Regions from separate parts of the Sus scrofa genome. Here region 2 is linked to region 1. Evidence: chromatin contacts called from public Hi-C data. All regions are on one chromosome and are shown on one strand. Each heading gives the region's core, a stretch centred on a gene start, on an enhancer-like site or on the middle of the called end of the contact. The rest is flanking DNA. Distances are from core to core; before and after follow the strand shown. Region 1 overlaps C1H9orf43. Region 2 overlaps RGS3 (regulator of G-protein signaling 3).

Region 1 (3,517 bases), core at 379-2,878:
ATGCCACAGCCACAGCAATGCCAGATCTGAGCCACATCTGCAACCTACACCACAGCTCCTAATGCCAGATCCTTAACCTACGGACACAGCTCCTAACGCCAGATCCTTAACCTACGGAGTGAGGCCAGGGATCAAACCAGAATTCTCATGGATACTAGTCAGATTCCTTACCCCTGAGCCATGACGGGAACTCCCAAGACAAAAACATTTTAAAAAATCCTCCCAAAAACCAAGTGCAAAGGACTCCAAGACACTGAAATTCTGAGTCTTTATGAGCATCACTGAAACTTTCCTGCAGACTTAGTAACTTAGGAACTGGATCCTGAGACTCTTTCAGGTTAATATGCGTCTCCTACCACATACCCAGAGATATTACACATAACACGTCACATCACAATGAATGTTATGTGATAACGATGCAGATGTCATTCTCGAAAGAAGCCACTGCCAGAGAATAAAAGGAAAAGCAACGTGGTAGGGGTTCCCACAGGCCAAATTCATCTTCCTGTAACTAGAAACCTTTCAAAGTTTCAGCGGGGAGATAACAGTAACCCAGAAAAGAGATACCAAAAACATCTCTCCCCTCTTCCCAGAAACAGAGAATGAGCCTTTTGATGAAGCAGCAGCTGTATTTAATCACTAAAATTATCCTGGCCCTGATGGAAGAGAAACTATGTTAGAAAGGGGTAGGGCTTTTTCTCCCTCACTTATTTTAGAAGCAAGTAGAAGCAAACAGAATCCCCAAGGTCAGGCCCGAGTAAAGGCTCCAGAGAGCAGCAGTCCCCTCTCCTTCCCGCCCTCATGGCCAAGGTCGCTGTCCTCAGGATCCAAGCATCCTGCTCTGCAATGAGCCTGCCCTGGTGATGCCTTCCACCTACGCCTCCAGGGACTCTTCACTCTGTGTCCCAGAAGGTTGGTTCTCCTCGTCCTCTTCATCAGTGGCCTGAAGAATCCTCAGCAGTTTGAGCTCAGGGTGCCAGCCTATTCTAGAAGCACTGTTTGGGGTTCTCTTGGAGGCTTCCAGCAAAACCTCCACCTGAGTCCTGACGTCCTTGCTAGTACATTCTATTTTGAGTAATTCAGCACCTAAAAACAAAGACAAAAAACAAAACAAAACAAAAAACACCATCATAAATTGCACCTGTAGCCTTCTGCCAACTAACCGTGAAAAACAGAGGACAGAAAAGGCAGAGCTGGGGTATTTTCAGGACCCTTCTGAGGGCTGAGGACTGTGCCCTCCAGGGAGGTGAACCATCCTGGTCAACCCATTCTCAGTCACTAGGTACCTTACTTAGTAACTTACTTTTCTTACTGGGGAAGGAATCCAGGCATTTCTGAGAGGAGGCCATCTGTGGTCTCTTTGTGGCATCCTGAAATCCATAAGTGTAAGGAACCTTGATTCAGGATTTTAGGAAACAAAGGGCTTGTCTAAAAGATGCTTTCCTTGGAGAAATTAATGTCTAAGACAAAATTAATGTCTAGGACAAAATGCCACCTCCTAAGCTTGAAGAGAGAAGCCTGTGTCACATATTTTTTGCCCTCCAGGCTGACCACATGAAGCCAGAACCCAGGTCTTCCCCGTCCCCACTGTCAACTGAGGGCAGATTTGCCTGCAAAGGTGGCTGCCAGAAACCGCTCCCATTCCTCTGTCACACGCTGTTCTTCCCATCAAGAGGCAAAGCCAGTTTCCTCTCCTCTTGATTCCAGGCTGGACTTCTGTTTTTTTGTTTTTTGGGTTTTTTTTTTTTTTTTTTGTGACAAATAAAATGTGGCAGAAGTGATACTGTTCCAGCTCCAGGCCCGTCCCTTAAGTGCTTTCATGAGATTATTATGCTGTCAAGAGGCCCAAACTAGTCACATGGAGAGGCCTCATGGAAGAGAATTAAGACAGTTTGGCCAAGAGCCCCAGCCCAGCCTCCAGCTGAATGCAGCTGCATGAGTGACCTTAAGCAAGACCCGAAAAACTGTCCAGTCAACCCACAGCATCGTGAGAAATGGCGAACCACTGTGGTTCGGCTTTGGGGCATGACAGACTGTCACTACAGGCCAGACAACCGAAACCAGGCCCTAGCCAAATGGCCCTCGTTCACCCTCACCTGTTTCACGGCAGGGCCTTCTGTCTCAGTCTGCTGCTGCTGCTTTTTGTCACCTTCCTGATGTGGTAGCGTTCTGTGACCTAGTGACCACGAGATCAGTTCAGTTCTCTTCTGATGGGTATTTCACATCCCATTGCTGGGCTTCTAGTTGACCCCTAGTCTACATGTGACTCCCCATTCAGGACAAGACAGGACCTGAGAGGCAGGTAAAAGGGAGTTAGGCCTTCTGAGTTCTACTGGCAAATCTGTTCACTTGGGACTATGACCACATCTATTACAGAATTAGCAATTACAGTAAGGTAAGGGTTAAAAGAATCAGGATTCCTCCGAGAAACCTCAGGGGCAGGTGCCTGGACATCACAGTAGCAAACGAAACCCCAATTCTATTCTTATCAGTTTATGAATACTCCTCTTACTTTCTCGTGCCTTCCCTAATGTTGGTTTCTGAAAATGAATGTCCTTCTTGCCAAAAAATTCTAGATCGATGATTCTTTTGTATCAGATGTTTCCCCAACTAGTCCCTAAATGCACTCATTCTTTGCTTTCTCCATCTCCCTTTCTTTAAATGAACATCTTCCAGGAGTTCCCGTCATGACTCCGTGGTTAACGAATCCAACTAGGAACCAAGAGTTCAATCCCTGGCCTTGCTCAGTAGGTTAAGGATCCAGCACTGCCATGAGTGTAGGTCACAGACGCAGCTCAGATCTGGCGTGGCTGTGGCTCTGATGTAGGCCGGTGGCTACAGCTCCGACTAGACCCCTAGCCTGGGAAATTCCATATGGTGCGGCTGTAAAAAGACAAAAAAAAAAGAAAAAAAAAGGATCACACATGGCAGCAGGCTATTCGACCTGATTTCTCTCTCCCTTAGACACCCGACCCCACAGCCAAAGGAGACTGCCCAGTGCTCCCTGCAGCCACACTCCTCCAAGACGCCTTTCCCCAGCCTCTCCCTCCCTCCATGAACTCTCATCCACGTTCACACATATTCAAGATCCAGTAGAAAAATCATCTCTTCTAAGAGGCCTTTCTCAACTCAGTGAGGACATGGAACTGCTCTAAGAACATACTTCAAAGGGGCAGCCCGGTCGCCCAAGCAAAGCCACTCCTACTGGCGGATCAGGAAGAGGAACGAAAGGCACCAGCATGAAACTCAGGGGAATGGGGAGCACCCTGGGCACGGGGTAACCCTGGACAAGCACTTCCGCCCTGGGCCACAGCTTCTTTTCTGTCTACCTCCCATGTGAAGGTCAAGATCCTTCTTAGGTCTTCTGGTTAGAAGACAGAGTTGGTATCAGAGAGCTCAGTGGGATGGGAAATAAACCCAGAGCAGCAAACTTCTCAGGAAACAGCTCACCCGGGCCCTCCCAGGGCCCCAGGGTTGGAGAGTGAATTCTGATGCTTAAACAGTTATTTTCACATTA
Region 2 (3,764 bases), core at 305-2,804, 130 kb before region 1:
CACCACCCTCAGAACCCTTGGAGGTTTTGCTGGGTTCCTGCAGATTCATTGCACAGGGAAAAAGCATACCCTCGGGGGAGTCTGAGAAGAAGCTCTCACAGGAAAACCAGGGCTCCAAGAAAGTCAGGGGTGTCCCAGGCCGGGGCTAGGCTAGGCCACTCATCGTAGTCAAGGACTTGAAATGCTGGACCTGGAACTACGCAGAGCCCAGATGCCACGAAGAGGCCATAACACCCAGAACAATGAAGAGAAAGATGCCACACGTTCCTGGGAACTGCACAGATCCAAGGGGACAAACGCACACGGGCAGAGAACTTCAGGGGTGAGTCCTTCAGAGCATAGGTTAAGAGCTCTTATGGTAAAAACCGCTCATGTCCATGTGACAGATGAGGAAGCTGAGCCCACCGCTATCCACTACTGCACAGCTGCCAGAAACTGAAAGGCTACGCCTGCAGCTGGGAACTTATGTAAGCCCTTGGCCAGCCGGGCCTCACATCTGGGAATAAACAGCCCAGCCAAAGCTCAAGGCAGCTGCAGGGTGCCACACACATATGCTGGGGTCACCGTGGCATCTGGGAGCACCAGAGCGGATGTGAAAGGAGTGTGGGCAAAAGCCACCACCTGGAAGCAGTCAAGTGAAAGCCCTCCCTACCTCACCGCCACCCCCAGAGCAGCAGGGAGAGGTGTTGAGCCGGGAGGGGACGCCTCTGGAGAATGCCTTAGGAGGACTTGGCCAGGGTCTGGTTCCCAGGACAGCCAATGACAGGGGCCCACTTGCCCCGAGGACTTCCTGCCCTGAAATCCTGCCTGCAGCTGGATGATGACTCCACCCGGGAACCCCTCAGACTTTACTGCCTCCGACCCTAGAACGTCAGCAAGCCCAAATCCCCACTGCACAGGTGCGGAGGCTGAGGGCCAGCGAGGAGCAGGGGCCAAGCTAGAATTACATGGCAGCGCCAGACAGAGTCAGTCATGGAACCCTCTGGGCCTCAGGGTCTCCACCTACGACGTGGGATGACCAATGTGACCCAGTGACACACCAGGAGAGTGACTATAAAAAGTAAAAGCTCTGAAACGGGATAACGATGGTGGCAGTAGTCATGGTGATTACAGCTATGGTCCCAAACTCAAACAGTGGCCCATCTTCCCACACACCCCTAGAAACAAACTGTCAGCCCCTGAATGGAAGTTGGCGATTGGGATACCCGGAGCCCCAGTCCAGGAATCTCACCTGGGAACCTTAGTTTGTTCCCAAGGGATCAGAGAGACCCTCCACTGAACTGACAGGAAGACAGAGGGCCCAGCCTGGATGTGACCTAGGGACTTGCCCAAAGGTACATGTACCCGCAGGGCTGGGCTGGGGTTAGAGCCAGGCCTCTGGCTCCTTCATCCAAGCTCACTTCAGATCTCAGGCCCAGAGCAGCCCAGTCCCCTGGCCAGAAACCCCCATCTGGAAAGACAGATGAAAGAAACAGAAATGGTGCCCCCATGCCCCGGGGCCTGGCCCTGGGCCCTCAGAGGGAAGCAGCAGCATTTCCCCTTTCCTGGGGGCATGGGGGCGGAGGTACCAGCAGTGACTGTGGCCAGAGCCCGCCCACCCCTCGGGGAAAGTGCAGCAACAGACCCAAAACCAGAAATGCAAGTCAGCCTGCCTCTGCCAATCCTGCCCTAAACCAAGGCCAAACCAAACAAAGCTAGGAGGGGAAGTGCCTCTGTCCCCAGAGGGCCCCCGCCCCAGGGTACCTGAGAAACCACCCAGGACCCAGAGCTCACTGAGCGCCCAGCATTTCCTGCTCAGACACCCTGCTCCGACTTGGTTCTCATTCCAGCAGTGTCCGCTCCAAGCTGGGTGAGAAGATGGACAAGCCTCTGGCTATTCCGAGAGTCTGCTTCCTTATGTGGAACAGAGCCGGGCTATCACACCAGACTCAGAGGACTAAGCTCGTGCTCTTCACGGCCAGCCCCAGAGAGGCATTTGATAAACTGGTAGCAATTATTAGTCTCCCCTTGTCTTAGAGATAGGGAATCTGAGGTCCCAGAGCCTAAGGGAATTACCGAAGATCCAGTTTTAGAACTCATGTGTCCTGGCCAAGGGTCTCTCCCCACCACTCGGGTCCTTGGGGTCTAGACGGAGGGGGAGCAGGCTATGAGCCCTGCCACCAGAGGCCCTGCACCTGGGCCCGACCCACATGAGACCAGAGCTCACTGGTTCCCTCCCCAGCCCCTGGATGGGCTTGTGTGTGCCTCTGAGTAGGTCTGGCCAGGCCTGTGTTCCTAGGAAAGCAGGGGTGCCAGTACCTCAAGGGAAGGGAGCCTCTGAAACAGGAAATCTCAGAAACCTGGGACACAGGGTGGCGAGTGAGAGAATTAGGACAGGAGATAAAGAGGAGAGCCAGGTTACAGAAGGGACGCCAATGCCGGGCCGTGGGACCGTCCTGTGAGCGACAGAATGACCCATGCAGAGCCCTAGGTATGACTGCTCTGGGCAGGCCGTAGGGCAGGCGGAGGGCTGGGACTGGCTTCATACATGCCCTCATTCATTCTCCAGGCACTGAGTTAGACCCTGGGATAGGGGTGGGGACAGCAGAGACCAAGTCAGACACAATCCCTGCCCTCAGCTGAGCAGAAAAACAGAGGCTGAACAACTGGCCTTAGTGAACGTGGTGAGTGGTCTGATGGAGGAAGTGCAGGCAGCCTCGGACACCCAAAAAGGCAGTTGTTACAACAGGTGAGGGTGAGAAGCACCCAGCCAAGGCACCCCAGGGACCAGCCTGCTCACCCAGGGCCCTGGGTCCAGAGCGCTCGCCGCGGCTCTTCCCCTTCCACGGGGAGCGTGTCTCTCCCATCCGCCACTTCCTTGGCGTGGCTGGACCAGGGTTAATTCTGTGCGTGTTTCGCCTGCTAGAAGCACACAGGAAATGAACCAGGCCCTCTAAATGGAGCTGTTGTTTAGGATCTAATCAAATCCGCTTCCCAATCCAATGCAGGGCTCGGAACAGGCTGGGAAAGGGTGCCAGGTATGACACGCAGAGGCCTGCTCACCCCAGCTATGTCCCCTAGGCTCTAGACCCCTGCCTGCTATGGAGGTTGGGGGTGGCAGCAGGCGCTGGAAGTGACTTGCCCAACGTCACACAGCTGCTAAATGTGGAGCCAGGTCAACTGACCCCAGCATCAACCTGCAGCTTTCACTGAGATGACTCATCACATCCCCCACAGATGCCCGCTCCGCATCTGCCCTCAAAACCCACTTCCTGCACTGGGCTGGGCTGGGCTGGGCTGGGCTGGTGGAGGTAAGGGGTGAACTGGGGTTTGCCTCCATCTCAAAGTGGCCCTTACACAGGATTTTACAGAAAGAGCCCTGGACGTAAAGCCGGAAGACTCGGGGCTGGAATCCTCCCTCGATCACTTGCTAGGTGTGTGATCCCAGACTACCGCTTCTGGGGACCAAGTCTGAGAAAGGGCAGGAAAGTGCTCTGTAACATGGAAAGTTGTTGGAGAAAGAGAGAGGCTACTAGAATCCCACCTTCTCTCTTCTGGAATAGGGTTGCTCAGCTCTGTATGCGTCTGGGGCCCTGGCTTGATGCTGGCTTCCAGGAACCCCAGCTCAGCCTCAGGCCATCTCTACAGGCCTGGCTTCTTGACACCCAGAAGCTGGAGCCACCGCCCTGCCTCCACCACTGGCTCAGGGGCCTCTAGGCTGTTCTCCTCCCCCGCCACCCCCACTGCGACAGGTTCAGCAAAGTCCAGGAGGATGCAGGCCACAC

Evidence for each region. A called contact is a pair of places that touch in the nucleus more often than the background predicts.
Region 2: a contact with region 1 is called in a Hi-C map of retroperitoneal adipose tissue, with 2.9 times the contacts expected there. The contact joins two enhancer-like sites. A contact is called at or near these places in 2 of 5 promoter capture datasets (fetal liver and liver), 35 of 47 Hi-C or Micro-C datasets (adipocytes, adipose tissue, alveolar macrophages and 19 more) and 2 of 2 datasets of contacts at active chromatin or transcription factors (alveolar macrophages and skeletal muscle).

The regions. Positions count from the first base shown.
Region 1 is chr1:254,054,127-254,057,643 of Sscrofa11.1, reverse strand. It overlaps C1H9orf43, which reads right to left. Exons shown (of 10, transcript XM_021067775.1): 8 at 2,097-2,176; 9 at 1,304-1,370; 10 at 610-1,086. The coding sequence ends at 875. Among named protein-coding and RNA genes, the nearest start is that of C1H9orf43, 9.2 kb to the right of the region's middle. Within about 2 kb of position 1,628, at least 17 of the 83 cell types and tissues checked have an H3K27ac peak or open chromatin away from gene starts, as enhancers often do. A contact at or near this core is called in retroperitoneal adipose tissue and spleen, where this site is marked.
Region 2 is chr1:254,188,486-254,192,249 of Sscrofa11.1, reverse strand. All of the region lies in intron 17 of RGS3 (regulator of G-protein signaling 3), which reads right to left. Among named protein-coding and RNA genes, the nearest start is that of MIR378B, 55 kb to the right of the region's middle. Within about 2 kb of position 1,554, at least 21 of the 83 cell types and tissues checked have an H3K27ac peak or open chromatin away from gene starts, as enhancers often do. A contact at or near this core is called in retroperitoneal adipose tissue and spleen, where this site is marked.